Linked DNA regions of Mus musculus: region 2 is linked to region 1. The links are chromatin contacts, called in public promoter capture Hi-C maps. All regions are on one chromosome and are shown on one strand. Each heading gives the region's core, a stretch centred on a gene start, on an enhancer-like site or on the middle of the called end of the contact. The rest is flanking DNA. Distances are from core to core; before and after follow the strand shown. Region 1 holds the start of B230217C12Rik (RIKEN cDNA B230217C12 gene). Region 2 holds the start of Cacnb1 (calcium channel, voltage-dependent, beta 1 subunit).

The links. Capture Hi-C pulls out chosen DNA fragments and counts their contacts.
Region 2: a contact with region 1 is called in a promoter capture Hi-C map of liver. The contact joins the promoter of Cacnb1 here to the promoter of B230217C12Rik in region 1. A contact is called at or near these places in 2 of 39 promoter capture datasets (neural stem cells and neutrophils), 9 of 115 datasets of contacts at active chromatin or transcription factors (the SCID.adh cell line, bone marrow-derived macrophages, effector CD8 T cells and 4 more) and 4 of 9 other capture datasets (adipose tissue, liver, macrophages and 1 more).

Annotation. Positions count from the first base shown.
Region 1 is chr11:97,839,382-97,843,019 of GRCm38.p6, reverse strand. B230217C12Rik (RIKEN cDNA B230217C12 gene) reads right to left here and starts at 1,885. Exons shown (of 3, transcript NR_169086.1): 1 at 1,791-1,885; 2 at 1,444-1,546; 3 at 1-836.
Region 2 is chr11:98,020,883-98,024,520 of GRCm38.p6, reverse strand. It overlaps Cacnb1 (calcium channel, voltage-dependent, beta 1 subunit), which reads left to right and starts at 1,894. Exons shown (of 14, transcript NM_001282977.1): 1 at 1,894-2,179. The coding sequence starts at 2,096. It also overlaps a transcript of Rpl19 not described here.

The DNA.
Region 1 (3,638 bases), core at 636-3,135:
ATCAATGCAGAGCAATTATGGTAGAGTCTTTAAGGGAATAATAGATAACACGGATTTGGGGTCAGATCCATGCTGTATCCTAAAACACAGTTTGTTTGTGTGTTTGTTTGTTTGTTTGTTTGAACCCTAATTGGACAAGGAAATAACAGCTTTGTTATTTTAAAGATAAAGGAACGTTTAAAATTTTTTTTAAAGTTTTCAAACCCTTCCATTTAGGGTAAAGTTTTTCTCCTAAATTAATATAGCCATTTTGTTTCAATGCTTTATAGGTAAGCACAAAGAATAAGGACTTTACAACCATGCGCCTCTAGTCAACTAAGGAGCTGGGAACAAATGAGAAAAGGAGGGAAGAAATGATAAACCTTAAAGAATGCAAATAACGGGAATTTTGAGGGTGGGGGATGGGTTGTAAGTCAAGGGAAACCACGCAACCTCAGGCTGTACAAACTGTAAATTACTGATCAGTGTTTGCCCTTGAGGTTACAAGGGAACGCCTGCTTGTGAAGCAGAAAGCAAAGAATATTTTAGCATCGTGTGCAGTTGCATTTAGACCTAAGGAAAGGCTGTCCATATGAATGTTTGGGCAGTCTCCACTCTGACTTCACTGTTCCAATCTTCCATATTCTGAATAGTCCCTGTCTACAGCTCAATCGCATGCAGCAGCTGCCAGTGGCTGGCATTCTTGGACTAACTCCTGATGTCCCCAGGAGTGCCCCTGCCTCACAGAATGCCTTCGTGCCAAGGGTCAGCCACATCCGGATACACTGGAAGAGATCAGTTGGGCCTCAGGATTGCTGCTGGTGGTGAGAGGCCTCTTGCTGGACCCGACACAGGAGCTGTGGGAAACCCAAAAACAATGGTCAGCTGCAAACTGCAGCAGGGGTACCCCTACTGGTCAGGAACTAGCAGGAGTTCTGAGAATCCTCCCCATTCCTCTACACAACTGGGGAAAGTGGGCATCTCCCTCACCCCTTACCCCAAGTAGGTTTCATTTGCTATTTTTTCTCAAGTGGGAGTTAATCACTAGTGAACTAATGAATGCAGTTATGGCGCAGCAGTGAATTAATGAATACAATTATGCCAGCAGATTTGAAAACTGCCTTGTCCACACATAAGGATGTACTGTAGTCATTGTCAGGAGAGAATGGACAACTTGGTTTTGCATCTACCTGGAAGGAAATTAGGAAATAATAGTCTGTCCCCCTCCACCCCCCAGCACACTCCCTCCCATCCTACCTAAAACCTAGTGCATTTTATTTATATTTATTTATTTACTTATTTGTAGTGATGTTTATTTTTAAGAAATAACATTTTAAATCAATTCCCAAAGAAAGCTGGCCTTTCTTATTCTTTTCACATTGATCCAAGAAATGCTACGTCAATGTGTATGACAAATAGATACAAAAACAAGCTTTCTTTTCATTTTTTTTTTTTAATCAATACCCGAATAATGACCAGAAGCAAAACTCCACCGGTGCGTCAGCAAGCAGGATGCTCGGCCCTTCAGCTCCATCCTTCCCCTCGCAGCCCCTGCAGCGCCAGGCCACTAGAGAAGGTAAATTATGTAGGACAGAACCACCAGGCCTATGATGGCAAAGAACATGAGGATGAAAATATCCAGCATGGCTCAGTACAAGCAGAGGAGTCCCCTCGATTCCGGGGAAGTGGGAGCTGCAAGCGTGGAGGTCGGTCAGCGCGGAGAAATGGCTCCTCTTCCCTCCCGCTTCCTGTTCCCTCCCCCTCCCGGGGACCTGAAGCTAAGGGATGCTGCAACCCCATCAGCAACTTACTCTCCACCTCCACCATCACGGCCAGCCAATCACAAAGTCCACGGTGGGTAACCAGGGAACAGCTACTTTTAGACCAGGCAAAACCGGAGAGGTTTAATTTCTTCCCAGGAAGCCAGCCCCGCCCCTTTGTGTGGAAAAAAAAAAACAAAACAAAAAAACCGCTATCTCTATTTAGATACAGTTTCTGCACTGAGTGGGCTGCTCCGGAAGGTGTGAGCGGAGGATCTCTACAGACTCCTTAGGAATGGATTTTTCTGCCTTCCTTTTTCCTTCTCCCTCTCACACATCTCTGGTAATCTATCTCAGAAGACAAATTGTTGCCAGTTTTGTGGGCCATTACCTAGTTCAGAGAACATAGAGGAAGGTCTCATGTGAGTCTCAGGAGGCGAGGGGTGGGGGTAGGGCGACCCTGGGCATGGATCTGAGTTTTCTCACTGTGCTGGGGGTCATTTCAACCAGTCTGAAGTCTTTTAAAGCCTGAGCTCAAGGGTGGTCAGGAGCTTGCGTGATAAATTTAACAACTTGTCAATAGGGGGCAGGAGTCAAAGCGAGCCTCTCACATTCCACCAGACGCTGGCTTGCCTTGTTGGTCTGGGAGATCCTCAGAGCCCAAGCTCATTTGTGTCACATGAGGTCTCTCCTTCCCTTCTGTGGTGCCAGTTTCCCCCGTTTGTTTTCTCTGGATCTTCTGAATTTACCTCGTGTCGTCATCAGAGAAAACAGCAAAAAACCCACTCACACCCGCTCCTAGTGTCTAGAGATGCAAATCCAAGCATGGTTTTGTTGTTTCTTTTTGTATTATTATTAATTATTGTTGTTGTTTTATTTTGTCTTGAGGGAGTCTCAGTTAGCCCAGGCTGGCCCTTGACTGGATTCTCCTGACTCTACCTCTCAGCCTCTGAGCACTGCCATTACAGCTGGCTTTCATGTGGTTTCTTCTGAGGGACCGAATCTTACAAAAACTCAATGATAGGGCTCAAGGGGTAATGGTGTTGTACACCAAACCTGAGGACCTGAGTTCAATCCCTGGGGCCCACAGTGGAAAGACAAGGACTCCTTTCTGTTAGTTGTCCTGTGATGTCCACACATGCCCTTTGGTGTACACACACATACATAAACAATCACATTAAAAAAAAAAAACCCACACCCACTGCGATGTATTTTGATTCTTTCTGCTTTGTGTTGTGTACCAACTGTTTATTAAAAAGGAAAGGATTTCTATAGGTCAGTTTCTAAGGTCTGGCATTCTTAGACTCTCCCCAAATATTTTCTTTGAAGGGTCTAGACCTTGAGATCTTAATAACCCCCTTTCTTTTTTCTTTTCTTTTTTTTTTTTTTTTTTTTTTTTTTTTTTTTTGGTTTTTTGAGACAGGGTTTCCCTGCAGCCCTGGAACTCACTTTGTAGACCAGGCTGGCCTCAAACTCAGAAATCCACCTGCCTCTGCCTCCCGAGTGCTGGGATTAAAGTCGTGCACCACTGCGCCCGGCCAGTAACACCCTTTCTAACAGGAACTTAGTCCACTCTCAAGAGGGGAGCCCTCCTGAGCAGGCGAGTCCAGCAGACAAGGCCACACTGGGTCACAGGCTTTTGGGCTGCTCTTGGGAAACTCGAACGCTGCTAGGTCCTTCCCCTGCCTGGAGCACTCCCCACACTCAGCTCACTCAGATTACACTTAGCCCTTGCCTCTCCCTGCTGTTCCGGAGGGAGTCCAGAGAATGCTTTCACGTGAAACCCAGGTAGGAAATGCCCCTCTCCACAAAGCCTCTGGCCAGGTGGCTGCCGACCAGGAGTCAGGGTCCAGCGGTGCTGTATTGCTCAGCACAGATGCCTTCCCAGGAGCAAAGAGG
Region 2 (3,638 bases), core at 645-3,144, 180 kb before region 1:
TTCTTCTTCTTCTTCTTCTTCTTCTTCTTCTTCTTCTTCTTCCTCTTCTTCTTCCTCTTCTTGTTTTTCGAGACAAGGTTTCTCTGTGTAGCCCTGACTGCCCTGGTTCTGGAACTCACTTTGTAGAAGACCAGGCTGTCCTCACTCTGCCTCCCAAGTGCTGGGATTAAAGGCGTGCACCACCACTGCCTGACTTCATCTTTTTTGTTTGTTTGTTTTTCGAGACAGGGTTTCTCTGTATAGTCCTGGCTGTCCTGGAACTCACTTTGTAGACCAGGCTAGCCTGGAACTCAGAAATCTGCCTGCCTCTGCCTCCCGAGTGCTGGGATTAAAGGCGTGCGCCACCATGACTGGCTCCGGCTTCATCTTCTTATCTCTCTGCTCTCTGAGCTGGATGGAGGAGGAAGAACTGGTCCTCTTGCCACAGATGGCTCCCATGCTGCTCATTAAGCACCCCCAGAAGCCCAGCCATCATTTTTTTGTTGTGGGACTTTTTTTGTTTGTTCATTCATGTTTTTTTTTAAGGTTTATTTTATTTATATGAGTTACTGTAGATGTCTTCAGACACATCAGAAGAGGGTATCAGAAGCCATTACAAACGGTTGTGAGCCAACATGTGGTTGCTGGGAATTGAACTCAGGACCTCTGGAAGAGCAAATAGCTAGTGCTCTTAACCACTGAGCCATTTCTCCAGCCTCCTTGTTCATTCATGTTTTGTGACAGGGTCTCTCTATGTAGCTAAGGCTGGCCTCAAACTCATGATGTGATCTAGGCTGGCCTCAAGCCCCCAACATGGCTGTACACCATCAGACCCAGCTTCTGGGCCTCTTACTGTTCTCTCATCTTGCCAAGAATTTCAGTGGGCAAAGATACCATAGTATTAGCAACACTGTAGGAAACAAAGAATGCTTGTTTGTTTATTTGAGACGGGGCTTCTCTATGTAGCCCAGGTTGTCCTGAGGGTCACTATGTAAATGAGGCTGACCTGCCTCTGTCTCCATAGTGTTGGGATTAAATGTGTGCTCCACCACTGCTTGGTGGAGGTCGACCCTTTTAGGATCCAATAACCAGCTGAGCCGGAGCCACAGTTCTGGGACATTTGTTCCTCAGTCAAGGATAAAGGAGAGAGACAACCCTAGGTCAACAGTCATGGTGTATAATTTTGAATAGCTCCTCCCCCCGTTTATACTTCCTCCTCTTCCCCTTCTCTTAGAAGCAACAGGGACTTGCCAAGCCTGACTCCTGGCCTTTTGGAAGAGCCTATGAGACCTCAGTAACTGATGAGGTCGAAGCATTCCTGGGTCCCTGGATAGCAATCCTAATGTCCCTGGTGGCCTTCTTTGGACACTCACCCCATCATCCAGGCCCGGCTGGGGCCAGTAGACCTAGAGCCCGGTTGGAGAGGGAGGTCTACTCAGCTAGTTTCATGGCGGCCTGGGCCTGACACTGGGGAGAAAGGAGTTAAAGGCAGGTCCCAGGATCACAGGGACCGGGAAGTTCCGGTGGCCCAAGCTAGAGTCGCTCAGGGAGACCAGCTGAGAGAGTAGTTTGGGACAGAAAGGGAGGCGGTACCAGTCATACCGAGCGGCGTTTCACCACCTCCCCACCCCCCCATCAACGCTTGGCACACACTGGTAAACGCCCCCCACCTCCATCCCAGCCTCAAGGCCGGTTTCCCCTTAGTCCCCTGCAGGCCGCCCTCATCCCAGTCTAATCGGAGGACAGCGATCGAGCCCCTCCACGTTCTGGAGGCCAGCGGGGCTACGCCACTCGGCCATTGTCTGCGCGCAGCCGGTTGAGGGGCTCGAGGGGCGGGGCCGCGGCGCGGGGCGGGAGCGAGGGAGGGGCGGGGGGAGATGCTGAACCTTCAGGGGCGGAGGCGGCGGCGGCGGCGACGGCGGCAGCGGCCGCAGAGAGCACAGCGCGAGCCGGGAGGGCAAGCAAGGCGGCGAGCGTGCAGCCGGAGGTCCAGCTGGGAGACTGCACCCGGTGCTGGCTGCGCGACGCCGCGCTGCTCTGGGCTCGGACGGCCTCTCCCATGCGCTGAGAGCGCCCGGCTGGGCTGGGAGGGCGGCCGGACCGGAGGATCCTCTCCATGGTCCAGAAGAGCGGCATGTCCCGGGGCCCTTACCCACCTTCCCAAGAGATCCCTATGGAGGTCTTCGACCCCAGCCCACAGGTAAGGCGAGGTGGCAAGCTCGAGGGAAAGGGCCGCTCCTACGGATCTTGGGGTCGGCTTGGAAAGCCCCGGGAAGGAAAGGGTTATATGCCCCGCGTGGATGGGAGAGGGGTGTCTGCGCGACCCTCCATTCTCGAGGGTTAATGATCGATGGACTATTGGTCCGAGTCGGGTTGCGGTGCTGCGGAGCGGAGAGGAGGCGGTTGGAATGCCTGTCAACCTCGCCTCCAGGTCTCCCCCGCGTCCAGGTTCCTGCTGCTGGGGTACTGGCTCCAGCAGGCTGACAGCGGGGATGCTGATGGGGGTTGGGGGGAATCCAGGCCTTGAGAAGCGGAGTTGGAGGGAGGCTGGAGAGCGAATCGGGCGAGGGGGGCGACGCAGAGCACGTTTAGGGGCGCTAGTGGGTGTGGGTGGGGCGGGGGTAATACTGGGAAAAGGCCTAGACGATGGTCAGAGGGCGTTGCCAACAGGCCTTCGAAGGCTCAGACATTGGCTTTCGAAGGTGGAGAAGAGATCAGCTCAGGGAGGCCCTCCCCTAGTCACCTGGTCTCCATCCCTGTCTTGGATGTTTCCCTACTCCCAACACCCACATTAGCTTACCCCACCCCCTGCCCCAAGGGGTGGGAGCCGCCAAAGTTTGGAAAGTTGGATGGGTGCCAACTCACTGTCTTGGAGTGGAGGTCGCTGTTTTACCTGGGGGAGGGGCGCTGCCCTCTAGCACGTTCACTTTTCCTATGTGCCTGGGTTATTCCTAGGTAGGGGCGTTCTTGGGCATACAAGGTCCCCCTAGAATGACCAGCAGGGCATGTGGTGGCCATGCCAGGGGATTTCTCTAGGACTTGTCCTTCTCCAAGGATAGCATTAACACTTGCATTGCTGTGGCCAGCCTGGAGCAACTGTAAGCAACATGATGTGGTTGATGGGTGTGTATGGGGGGGGGGGTCAGGTCAGACCTAAAAATACTTCGTCTCTCCACCCCAGGCCCCTTGGAGTCTGGGAGGCAGCTGACTGATGCCTTCCTTTCAGCTGTCCCCTGTCCCTCTGAAGGCCACTCCCTTTGCCCAGCTGGGGTGAGGTAGTGCTGTGAAAGAGTCTTGAGGTTCACTGTAGAATGCTCTTAGGTCTGTAGAGAGCCTCAAAACTAGTTTAGCTGTATGCTCAGTTTTAGAGAAGGAAAGAGGATCATAGAATATTCAGTCCTATTATTCGTGTGTGTGTGTGTGTGTGTGTGTGTGTGTGTGTGTGTGTGTGTGTGATAGAATCTTATATAGTCAATGCTGGCCTTGAACTTATGATCCTCCTGCCTCTACCTCCAAAGAGTAGAGAATCACAGGTGTGAGTCACTATGCCTGGCTCACCAGCTTCCTTGTCACCAGGTCTCAGGAGCCAGAGCCTGCAGTGTCGCTGAGGTGCCTCTAGGCTCTTTGGTCAAAGAAAGTCTGGGATAGAGGTTAGGGGC